Linked DNA regions of Mus musculus: all the other regions are linked to region 1. The links are chromatin contacts, called in public Hi-C and HiChIP or PLAC-seq maps. All regions are on one chromosome and are shown on one strand. Each heading gives the region's core, a stretch centred on a gene start, on an enhancer-like site or on the middle of the called end of the contact. The rest is flanking DNA. Distances are from core to core; before and after follow the strand shown. Region 1 holds the start of Slco2a1 (solute carrier organic anion transporter family, member 2a1). Region 2 has its middle 57 kb from the start of Gm31434. Region 3 has its middle 41 kb from the start of Gm31434.

What was found. Hi-C and Micro-C count contacts between places; a contact is called where the count stands out from the background. HiChIP or PLAC-seq counts read pairs in DNA pulled down with a chosen protein or histone mark.
Region 2: a contact with region 1 is called in an H3K27ac HiChIP or PLAC-seq map of trophoblast stem cells, with 28 read pairs. The contact joins the enhancer-like site here to the promoter of Slco2a1 in region 1. A contact is called at or near these places in 6 of 39 promoter capture datasets (3T3-L1-derived adipocytes, cranial neural crest, epiblast stem cells and 2 more), 1 of 15 datasets of contacts at CTCF or cohesin (the NIH/3T3 cell line), 6 of 484 Hi-C or Micro-C datasets (the AML12 cell line, embryonic fibroblasts, embryonic stem cells and 3 more) and 4 of 115 datasets of contacts at active chromatin or transcription factors (embryonic stem cells, extraembryonic endoderm stem cells and trophoblast stem cells).
Region 3: a contact with region 1 is called in a Hi-C map of embryonic stem cells, with 1.5 times the contacts expected there. The contact joins the enhancer-like site here to the promoter of Slco2a1 in region 1. A contact is called at or near these places in 2 of 39 promoter capture datasets (epiblast stem cells and liver), 10 of 484 Hi-C or Micro-C datasets (the AML12 cell line, embryonic stem cells, liver and 1 more), 6 of 115 datasets of contacts at active chromatin or transcription factors (embryonic fibroblasts, embryonic stem cells, extraembryonic endoderm stem cells and 2 more) and 1 of 9 other capture datasets (liver).

The regions. Positions count from the first base shown.
Region 1 is chr9:103,006,830-103,009,871 of GRCm38.p6, forward strand. It overlaps Slco2a1 (solute carrier organic anion transporter family, member 2a1), which reads left to right and starts at 1,658. Exons shown (of 14, transcript NM_033314.4): 1 at 1,658-1,886. The coding sequence starts at 1,791.
Region 2 is chr9:102,943,744-102,946,785 of GRCm38.p6, forward strand. No RefSeq gene overlaps it. Among named protein-coding and RNA genes, the nearest start is that of Gm31434, 57 kb to the right of the region's middle. Within about 2 kb of position 1,453, at least 15 of the 459 cell types and tissues checked have an H3K27ac peak or open chromatin away from gene starts, as enhancers often do. A contact at or near this core is called in trophoblast stem cells, where this site is marked.
Region 3 is chr9:102,959,933-102,962,974 of GRCm38.p6, forward strand. No RefSeq gene overlaps it. Among named protein-coding and RNA genes, the nearest start is that of Gm31434, 41 kb to the right of the region's middle. Within about 2 kb of position 1,624, at least 28 of the 459 cell types and tissues checked have an H3K27ac peak or open chromatin away from gene starts, as enhancers often do. A contact at or near this core is called in embryonic stem cells, epiblast stem cells and trophoblast stem cells, where this site is marked.

The DNA of each region.
Region 1 (3,042 bases), core at 408-2,907:
TCCCATGTAATCAAAGAGAACAATTATGGCAGCAGGCACTTATAATCACAGGCCTGGGGAGGCAGAGACAGGTGGCTTGCTGGCCAGCCCCAGGTCAATGCCAGGCCAGTGAGTCTGTTTCAAAAACAAGATGGAAGACATCTGAGAAACACGTGGGGCTGTCCTCTGGCCTCCACCCTCCTTCATTCTACACAAGAGTGCTTCATGGCTGGGCTTTGGCATCAGGCAACACTGAGTTCTGGGTCTAGTTCTATTACTTCCTTGCAGTGTGGCTTTGGTCCCTCTAATTGATCCCTCTGGCATCCTTACCTGTAAAGTCCAGATCATCAAAGCAACCCTCTCTCACTTAGATCTAGCACTGGTGGTACAAGAAATCTACATAGCATCAGGCACAATCCACCATGGATGGGGCCTTCTGTGTCCAGTGTACACTGTCACCTCTAACTACCTGTGTCCCACGGTGGTCCAGTGAGCCAGTCTGTCTGTACTTTTCTCTGCAGGTGAACAAAGCAACGAAGAAGTTGCCCACTGTCCAACAGCCTCTGGATTATTGCTGTGTCCAGAGTCCTTGGCCTCGCTTGCTAGTGCGTAGGAAGAAGTCCCCAGACCGACCAGACCAGAGTTGAGAAAACATCAGCCTTCAGAAATAACGAAGCAGTGGGCTCCATCCTTCACCCATATTGTTCTCCATATTGACAGCATCTTTTCCTGGGCTGGGCTGGAAGAGGTGGTTCTGCCCAAGACAATAGAGTAGGAAGCTGGAAGGGCGCCTCCTCCGAACTGCCTCAAGAGCTTTTGCGGGATCTATTTTGTCTTTTTCTGGAAAAGGCTCACCTTCTTTCCCTAAGGTCCCAGTCCAGGAGAGGAAAAAATATCTTGCTCACTCCAGCCTCGCAGAGGAGGTCAGGGTTGGGGCAATCCCTGTCAGACCAGCGCTTCCTTTTGTCCCAACCCCCAGCACTTCAGGCCAGACCCGCTGACACTCGACAGCGCCTGCAGTTTACCTTGGCTCCGGTCCAGTGAGTTTGAGCCCAGCCCTGGGGCGGCCCCCACCTCTCCACCTTGTTACGCCTTCCCACCCTCCTCTGCAGCGCAAAGAGCAGTTTAAATATAAATCAGTCCTCAGCACAAACAGAGCTTGGGCAGCGAGTCTCAGAGCCATCACCGGAACCGAGGGCCCAGGTTTGCGGAGCGAGTGCAGACACGCAGAGCCCTGCTCTGGACAACCCCAAGAGCCACAGAGACTCCTCGCTCCCTTCCATCACCCCGTGCCCCTCGAGTCCACTCTAGCTCCCCACCCCTTCCCCAGTGCCGCGCCCACCTTAAATCCCCAGGTTTCTCCTGGCCTGCAGCCTCCTGCCTCCTCCATACGCGGTCTCCTCTTCCTCGGGGACCCGCCATCTCCCCACACACTACCCCCAACCCTCAACCCTGGCCAGCAGGACCTGATAGGCAGCCAAGGCTCACCCAGCTCGAGTCCCAGAGCCTCTGGGCTTCCGCAGCCGCGACTCCAGGACCCAAGACACCTGCCTGGGGGAGGCGACAGCGGCTGGGCGGGGGCTAGCAGCACCTCTGACACCCGAGGAAGAGAGGGAGGAGAGAGAGCGCGTTTCATCATCGCTGCCACTTATAAAAACTTCTGGGCGCTCACTCTCTCGCTCAGTCTCCACGTCTCGCTCCCCATAGCCCGGCTACCGCCGCTGAAGCCTGAAGCACCCAAGTCCCGCAGAACCTGACCCCGGCCTGTCGCCACCACCTTGGCCCGGTCAGGGGACGTCGCCTCAGTCACGATGGGGCTCCTGCCCAAGCCCGGAGCACGCCAGGGCAGCGGCACCTCCTCGGTCCCAGCCAGACGTTGCTCCCGCTCGGTCTTCAACAACATTAAGGTGAGTAGTGTTGTGAGTAGTGTTCGTGTTCGGGGCAGGAGGGCGGCAGAGTGGGTGACACAACCTAGGACGTCGATGAGGCCAGTCCGGGAGCTCTGGGTTGCACCCGGCTCCCTTCTCTGTCCCCGGTGCCACATCCGTGGGGCCTGGCCCGGCGCGTGAGCGTGAGCGTGAGGGGGCGACACCTCTCTCTCTCTCTCTCTCTCTCTCTCTCTCTCTCTCTCTCTCTCTCTCTCTCTGTGTGTGTGTGTGTGTGTGTGTGTGTGTGTGTGTTGCGCGCATATGCTCATAGGCTCTCGTGGGGAGTAATAATCAGAACAGACGTAACTTTGTAAAGGGGAACTGTCCTGTTCTTCCATGGAGAAAGAACACCTCCAGGGAATTCTGTTGGGTCTCTGCTGTGGGTATGCGCTCTTCCTTAATGAGAAGGGATGCAGAGGAGTTTAGCCAGCACCTTGTGGGCAACAGGCTGTGGGCAGCCTGAGATGCAAGTCAGAGCACAGGCACCTTGTCTCAGTGGATGGTAGAAGCCTGCATTCCTTGCCTGGGTTTTCATCTTTGCAATAGTTGGGAGTCGCAGATTAGATTGCTACCTGGCTGCATAGCTCCCAGCAGTTTTGAGGATTCCCCAGCTCTCCTGGTCTCAAGAAAACAGCAGGCACTCGAGGTTTATGGAGAAAGGCCACCAGAGGTGCCTGTGGCCTGAGAGTTATGAGGAGTTAATAGAAAAAAGAGGAAGCTGTTAGCATGAGAATGCCTTCTTTGGTAAGGGTCAAAAGTAGGGTCCACTTCCCCCAGGTCTTGAAGGACCTGGAATGGTTGCGTCCTCACAATATTTGGGAGAGAGGTTCCTGAAGAAGGTATCTCCTGGAAGGGGCTAGACGACCTTGGTCAGACATCCAGGCGCCCTGGGGTCCGGCAAGCATATGGTGCAGAGAGATTATTTCCCACAATTCCTACCTTAGATGTAATGGGTGCCCAGACCTCACATGGAAGGATTGGAGAAATGTGAACAGGCTATGTGTGTCTAACGGAAAGAGACTGGGGTTTGGGGGGTGGGGTGGGGCAGAGCGAATGCCACCTGCATGTTCTGCCTCAGGCTGTTACTGGTAGAACTGGGGTTCCTCGTGGGGATCCCTCTTTTGTTACTACCACC
Region 2 (3,042 bases), core at 203-2,702, 63 kb before region 1:
TGCCCTATGAGGCGAACAAATACCACCTTGGGAAATTCAGCTGGGCCCCCTCCCATCCCCCACCCCCAAAAGATCATCCCAATTGGGACAATTTACACAATAGAGGTCCCCTACCACCCAGCAACTCTGCGTGTGGCCTTAGGGAGAAGCTAGAGCATATGGTCTGGGGAAGGTTAAGAAACCCTTATCCTTGTTGGGTAAGGCTTTCCAGATGTGCACAGTTGTGGGAGGAACACTGCATCTCTGAAAGTAACCCCTCAGTCATTTGTCCTTTAGAGAGATGTCTGGTGGAACCCTGCCTAGGCTTGCCATTGAGACCTTGGGAGGAATGGTAGACATTATGTTATTTTACCCCAGGGAAGGGATTTTAGCAGGAACCTCTCATCACTTAGCCTCAGGCGGTTGCTTCCTTCCACATACTGTGTTCTGTTGCACACGAGTTCTGCCTGCTTTCTCAAGACAAAGACTGGCGTTCCGATCCATCAACATAGACCAGAAGCCCTTCAGTGTCTAGACCGTTAGTTGACTCATCCCCCGCCCCAGCCCCCATTCTATATTCATTTACTCAGCATGCACCTGGTGTCCCAGGTAGAGAGACAGACAAGGTCTGCAAGGGCCTCAAGGTCTGGGCTCTGCGTGGTGCAGTAGTCAGTTCTTTCCCCAGCCTCTGAAGGGGTCCGCCCTCAAAAGTATTGAATAGTCACAAGGAAGAACATGATGACTGATTTTCTGTTTCAACTTAACTAGGCTAAGGGATGTCCAGAGAGCTTGTTAAACGTTACTCCTAGGTGTGTCTGTGAGGCTGTTTCTAGAAGAAACATTTGCGTCAGAGACTATATATATATATATATAAAATCCCCCTGGCCAATATGAGTTCCAATACACTGAGATTCAGAATAGGACCAAAAGGCCCACGAAGCTGTCCTCTCTCGTCTTCAGATGCCAGCACCCTGCTTCTTAAGTCTTGGATTTAGACTTTAAGATGCTAAAGGCTCTCAGGTTTTAAAACTCAAAAGTATATCAGCATTCCTTGCTCTCTGGGTTGCAGAGGTCAACCATGAGACATCTCAGCGTTGGTGACTGTGTGAGACAATCTTTCCTAATAAGTCTCTTTCCTCATGTCTAAGTCTAGCCTGTTGCTTCTGCCTTTCTGAAGAATCCTAAGTACGGCGGGGATAGGTAGGCAGATGCGAAGAAGGACACACAGACAGCGCTGTAAGACCAACACCAAGCAGCCGTCTTTCAGAAGTTCTGTGCAGGATGAGTGTGCATTCCCCCGTGTTCTCTGTCTCTGGATGAAGCCTTGAGACTAGCTCTGGCTAATGTAGTATCACTTCCTGGCCCAGTGCCTAGGCTAACCCCACAAACTCTTTTGCTGCTATTGTTGTTGACTGAGACCGGATCTTTCTATTATGTAGCTCTAGCTGTCCAGGAACTCAGTATGTAAACGAGGCTGGCCTCTAACTCACAGAGCTCCGCCTGCATCTGCTGGGACTAAAGGTGTGTGTCACCATGATTGTCTGTGTCATGAATTCTTCAACTGCTTTCAGTCTTTTATCTCCCTGAATACCGACCAATGACCTAGCCGAGATGACCAAGAAGTCACAAGCTAGGGGTGACCATTCAACCAGGGCAGGGAGGGGGGAACCTCACAAAACTATATAGTTCCTTGACCTGTAAAAAGGTGATTAAAGGCAGTGAGGGCTTATTGGGATAAAATCCCAAAATATAAGATGCTGGCTTAGTAGTGGGTTGTAACAGTGAGGGAGCTGGTACTGGAGTCTGGAGAAGGGACCCCTGTTGTCAGAGGCAATTGTTTGGTAGAATTAGTACTTTGTCAAGAAGAGAGAGAGTAAGGGCACACACTACCAGGCCCTCAGGAACAGGAAGGAGTAGGGTGAGCAGCGTGCTGGATAGTGGGCACAGATGTTATTGTGTGGGTTGACAAGGCATGGCAAGAGTGTTGCTCGCTAAGGAGAGAACCAGCCATTATCAAAGTAGAAGTGCAATAAAATTGAGATATTCTAAAATAAGAGTGGAGTGGAGAGATGGGAAGAGTATTTTGAACCTCTAAGAAGGAATAAAGTGAGCTCTGCATACCAATGGCTCAATAACACATATTACTTAATGAACATAAATACATTAAAGTCTTTTTGTTTGTTTGTTAGTTTTGTTTGCAGTAGAGCTTAGAACCTTGGCTCTTACTGTGGTACAAACACGAAATAAGAACAGTTTTTGGACATTGGACTTCACTGTAATAAGGCTGTGCTTGAATGTCCCTCACATCACCAAAGGATTTTTACCTCCATAGTAGCTAAGCTAAGAGTTGACAGTTCTGCTGCACCAAGGAATGAATTGTAGGCTCAGTTTTTGGACACAGATTTCCTGCTATGGTCAAAGCTATTTGACTTGAGTGATTGTCGTCATTCTCAGCCTGCGGGGAACAGGTTACATTCGTTTAAGAAATGGTGTGTGTATTAAGATGCTCTATCCATGAAGTCATTCATCAACTGTTTCAATGAACAATGGCTCTGCTTGGAGAGGGTAAGATTCTGGTTCATTGGCTGTGATGACTCTGAAAAGCACATGGCAAACATTTTAATTTGGCTTTTTTTTGGGTTTTTTTTTTTGGTTTGTTTTTTTTTTTTTTTTTTTTGGTCAAAATGGGTAGGCCCTGAGTAGCTGTGGTTCTGCTGAGAGACAGCAAGTGGTGGACGTGAGAAAAGAAAGACAACGTTAAGTTTCGAGAGCATGAGAAGAAAGAGAGTGTTGTGATTAATACCCGGAACCAACTCAGAGAAATTAGCTGTTGAGTAAGTGCCTGAAGGAATTACAGTTCATAATCTACCCAAGCCACGACCACAGTGCAACAGAAATGGCTCTGTCTGTTCAAGACAAAACAGACATCAGCGTGATGGTGGTGGAAGAACGGGAAACGAGCCTGGGCCACTCATTTCTCCAAGCACAGAACGTTTTGAGATCTCCTCTTATCTCTCAGTTGCCAAGGTGTTCACAGCAAGTTCCAAGAAAACAGGCCATTCC
Region 3 (3,042 bases), core at 374-2,873, 47 kb before region 1:
GAGGAATTTTGGTACTTTGGACCACTTTCCTTAGAAATCTGACTCTATAGCTCCCAGAGGTTGGCCAAAGGTAGCTAATTTTGTAGCTATGGAGCCAAGGGCCAATAGAGTGGGGCACTTCCAGGAAGGCTCCCAAGGCAAGCCTTTCTGGCTCCTATTGATTCAACCTCTGCCATCCCAGCTTCCCAGGCAGGCCTGATACTGCAGTTGGGTCCAGGAACTAAGAGATAACAGGTAACACACTTAGAAATGACAGGCATCGGAGTGGCCTGACTGCTATGTGCAGGATGCAGAGTTGATGGGGAGGCCAGCAGGAGACACAGTGTGTGCATTTGCAGGTGACACAGTGTGCCATTTGGATAGAAGTGCTCTTGCTTTTTTGACTTCCAGGTTTATGGATCCAAACCCGAGGCTATATCCCCACTCCACCATAAAGAGTCTGTGAGTCTAGAAGGTCAGAGAAACACTGGGACTCCTCTTTGGGATCTGAGTGCCTCTGGGCGAGATACACCCAGGGTGGGTGGACCCACAGGAGATTTTCCTAGGGACTTGGTGTCCCTGGCACCCTGTCCATCGTGACTGGGCTGCCACAGTAGCAAGGGATCAGTTGAGAGTCAGGGAAAGGGGACACTAGGCCTCTGGAGGCGGTGCTCTGCCACCCCTTACACGCAGAGACCTTCATCTGGGGATGGGGTTCTTATTGGAGGGCTTCTCCTCTCTAGTGGCAGACTGGAAGGTCACAGGTAGGCACCCAGAAGGCTCATTTCCTTTCTTCTTACCCGGATGGACCTCTGTATAAACTGACAGCATGACCACTCCAGGTAGGCTTTTATTGCAGAAGAGAGAGAGAGAGAGAGAGAGAAGAGAGAGAGAGAGAGAGAGAGAGAGAGAGAGAGAGAGAGAGTATTTAGTCTAGGCTACTCCCCACAGTTACCTGGCAACAGCCAGGTGTGCCTGACTCACTATAAAAGAGGCTGCTCTCCCTCACCTCTCTCTCTTGCTCTTCTGCCCTTGTCCCCTAACCTTCCTCCCCCTCTCTCCCCATTTCTCCCCCCTCTCTCTCCACATGCTCATGACTGGCCTCTTCTCTCAACTCCCCTCCCTATGCCCTGAATAAACTCTATTCTATACTATACTGTCATGTGTGTGGCTGGTCCCTCAGGGGGAAGGGATGCCTCAGCAGGGGCCCACAGAGGCACCCCTTCCCCCACACCTTACCTCACCTCCACCAAACACATTCCGTCTCTCTTTAGTTTTAAAAGACACAACAGAGAGAAGGAGTGGGAGAGTAGAATAGCTATAGTCATCTGTAAGAGTCCAGAGCAGAAAATAGCAGGGGAGAGAGAATAGAGAAGACATGATGAAAGGAGTAGGGGACAGCACAGAGAGGAGAGGGAGGGAGAGGAGAAAGAGGAGGGGGGAGGGACAGAGAAGGGAGAGAGGAAGAGGGGGGAGGAGGGAGGGAGAGAGGGTAGGGGTAGGAGGGAGAGAACATAGTGGGGGTGGGGGTGGGGGGACAAACTGCCAGGTTAAGTTGAGAATGAGTAGCTGTGGGGGAAGGGAAGCCCAGGAGCTGGAGGAAGTGAAAAGACCGGGAAGCCAGCGTTACCTTTGAAAGGGGTGACAGATACTAGCAACAAGGAGCAGACCTGGAGGCCAGCTTGTGCTTTGGTATGCTAATAGGCACCACAGGTAGCCGTTGGTCCCTTCTGCCACTGGTAAGGGAAATGGCTCCTTTTGGTAGAGGGAAACTAGGTTCACCGGTCCCTGAGAAATACTGGCTTTTATCTAGTCACGGGAAATTCTCCTGTGGTCCAGGCTGAGCCCATTTCTGGCTATTTGGACCGCCTTTTGGGAGTTCGGGGAGTTGGAGTCTCCTCTGGCTCTAACAACTTGCTTGTGCAGCCTGCCCAATTTCCTGGGTATGAGTGTGGATCCTGAGGAAGAATTTACAACCCTGTTACCAGGAAGAGCTAGAAACTTTGAAACTCTGACAGGGACTTCCTGTAAGCCATGGGGCTCCTAGGGTCAGCCTTCTAGAGCCTAGAGTCCAAGAACCCTCTCTCAGGCCTGAGCGGTAGATGGGGCTTCATTAAGATTGTGCTCAGTTAGAGGTCCTTCAAGTATGGCTTGTAGGTCTGTGTCTCAGATACTCAGCCAGGGTTTTCAGGGTCTGATAATTTTTTTGTTTTGAAATGGGAGAGGCCCTAGCCCAGGCCTGTGTTGAACTCCTGAGCTCAAATGATTCTCTAGACTCAGCCTTTGGAGTAGCTAAGACTGCAGGGGTGTGTCATCTCACCCTTGTTCTCTAAATGAGTGAGCTGGGAGGGGCTGAGTCCCTCTCCGAGCTGCCCCTGGCGCACACCATGTCTGAGTGCCGGCTGACCATACACATGTCAGCTTCTAGACTCCTCCTGTCACCTTGCAAAGGCCAAGATAATTTGGAGGTCACACGGGCCAGGCCTCCTGTGATGGGCGACTTTCCTCTCTGCCCCCTCCGTTCCACGTGTAGCTCCTCACTCTCCCAGCCACAGCCATAGCCAGCCAAGGATTGCAAGAGCCTGGTGGTAAATTCCAACCCAGCTACCCTCCTCATCAGGTCGGAAGTTTACAGGATCTGTCCCCTTGCCTTCCCAGATAGGTGTGCCAAAAGCTTATAACCTGGAGATCCCAAGGAAGGAATTCGAGGCGGGAAGGGAGGACCAATGAGAAGAGCCCCAGCCCTTTGGTGCAGGAAGACTGGGACCAATGAGAAGAGCCCCAGCCCTTTGGTGCAGGAAGACTGGGACCAATGAGAAGAGCCCCAGCCCTTTGGTGCAGGAAGACTGGGACCAATGAGAAGAGCCCCAGCCCTTTGGTGCAGGAAGACTGGGACCAATGAGAAGAGCCCCAGCCCTTTGGTGCAGGAAGCCTGGGACTGTTCTTCATGAGCAGTTTTAGAGCATCAACAGACACCGTCCCCATTCTGCACCGCGTCACATGCTTATGGCTACGGGGAGGGTGCTATGGAGGTCAAGAAGGGAGGACCAGAGGCGGGCGCAA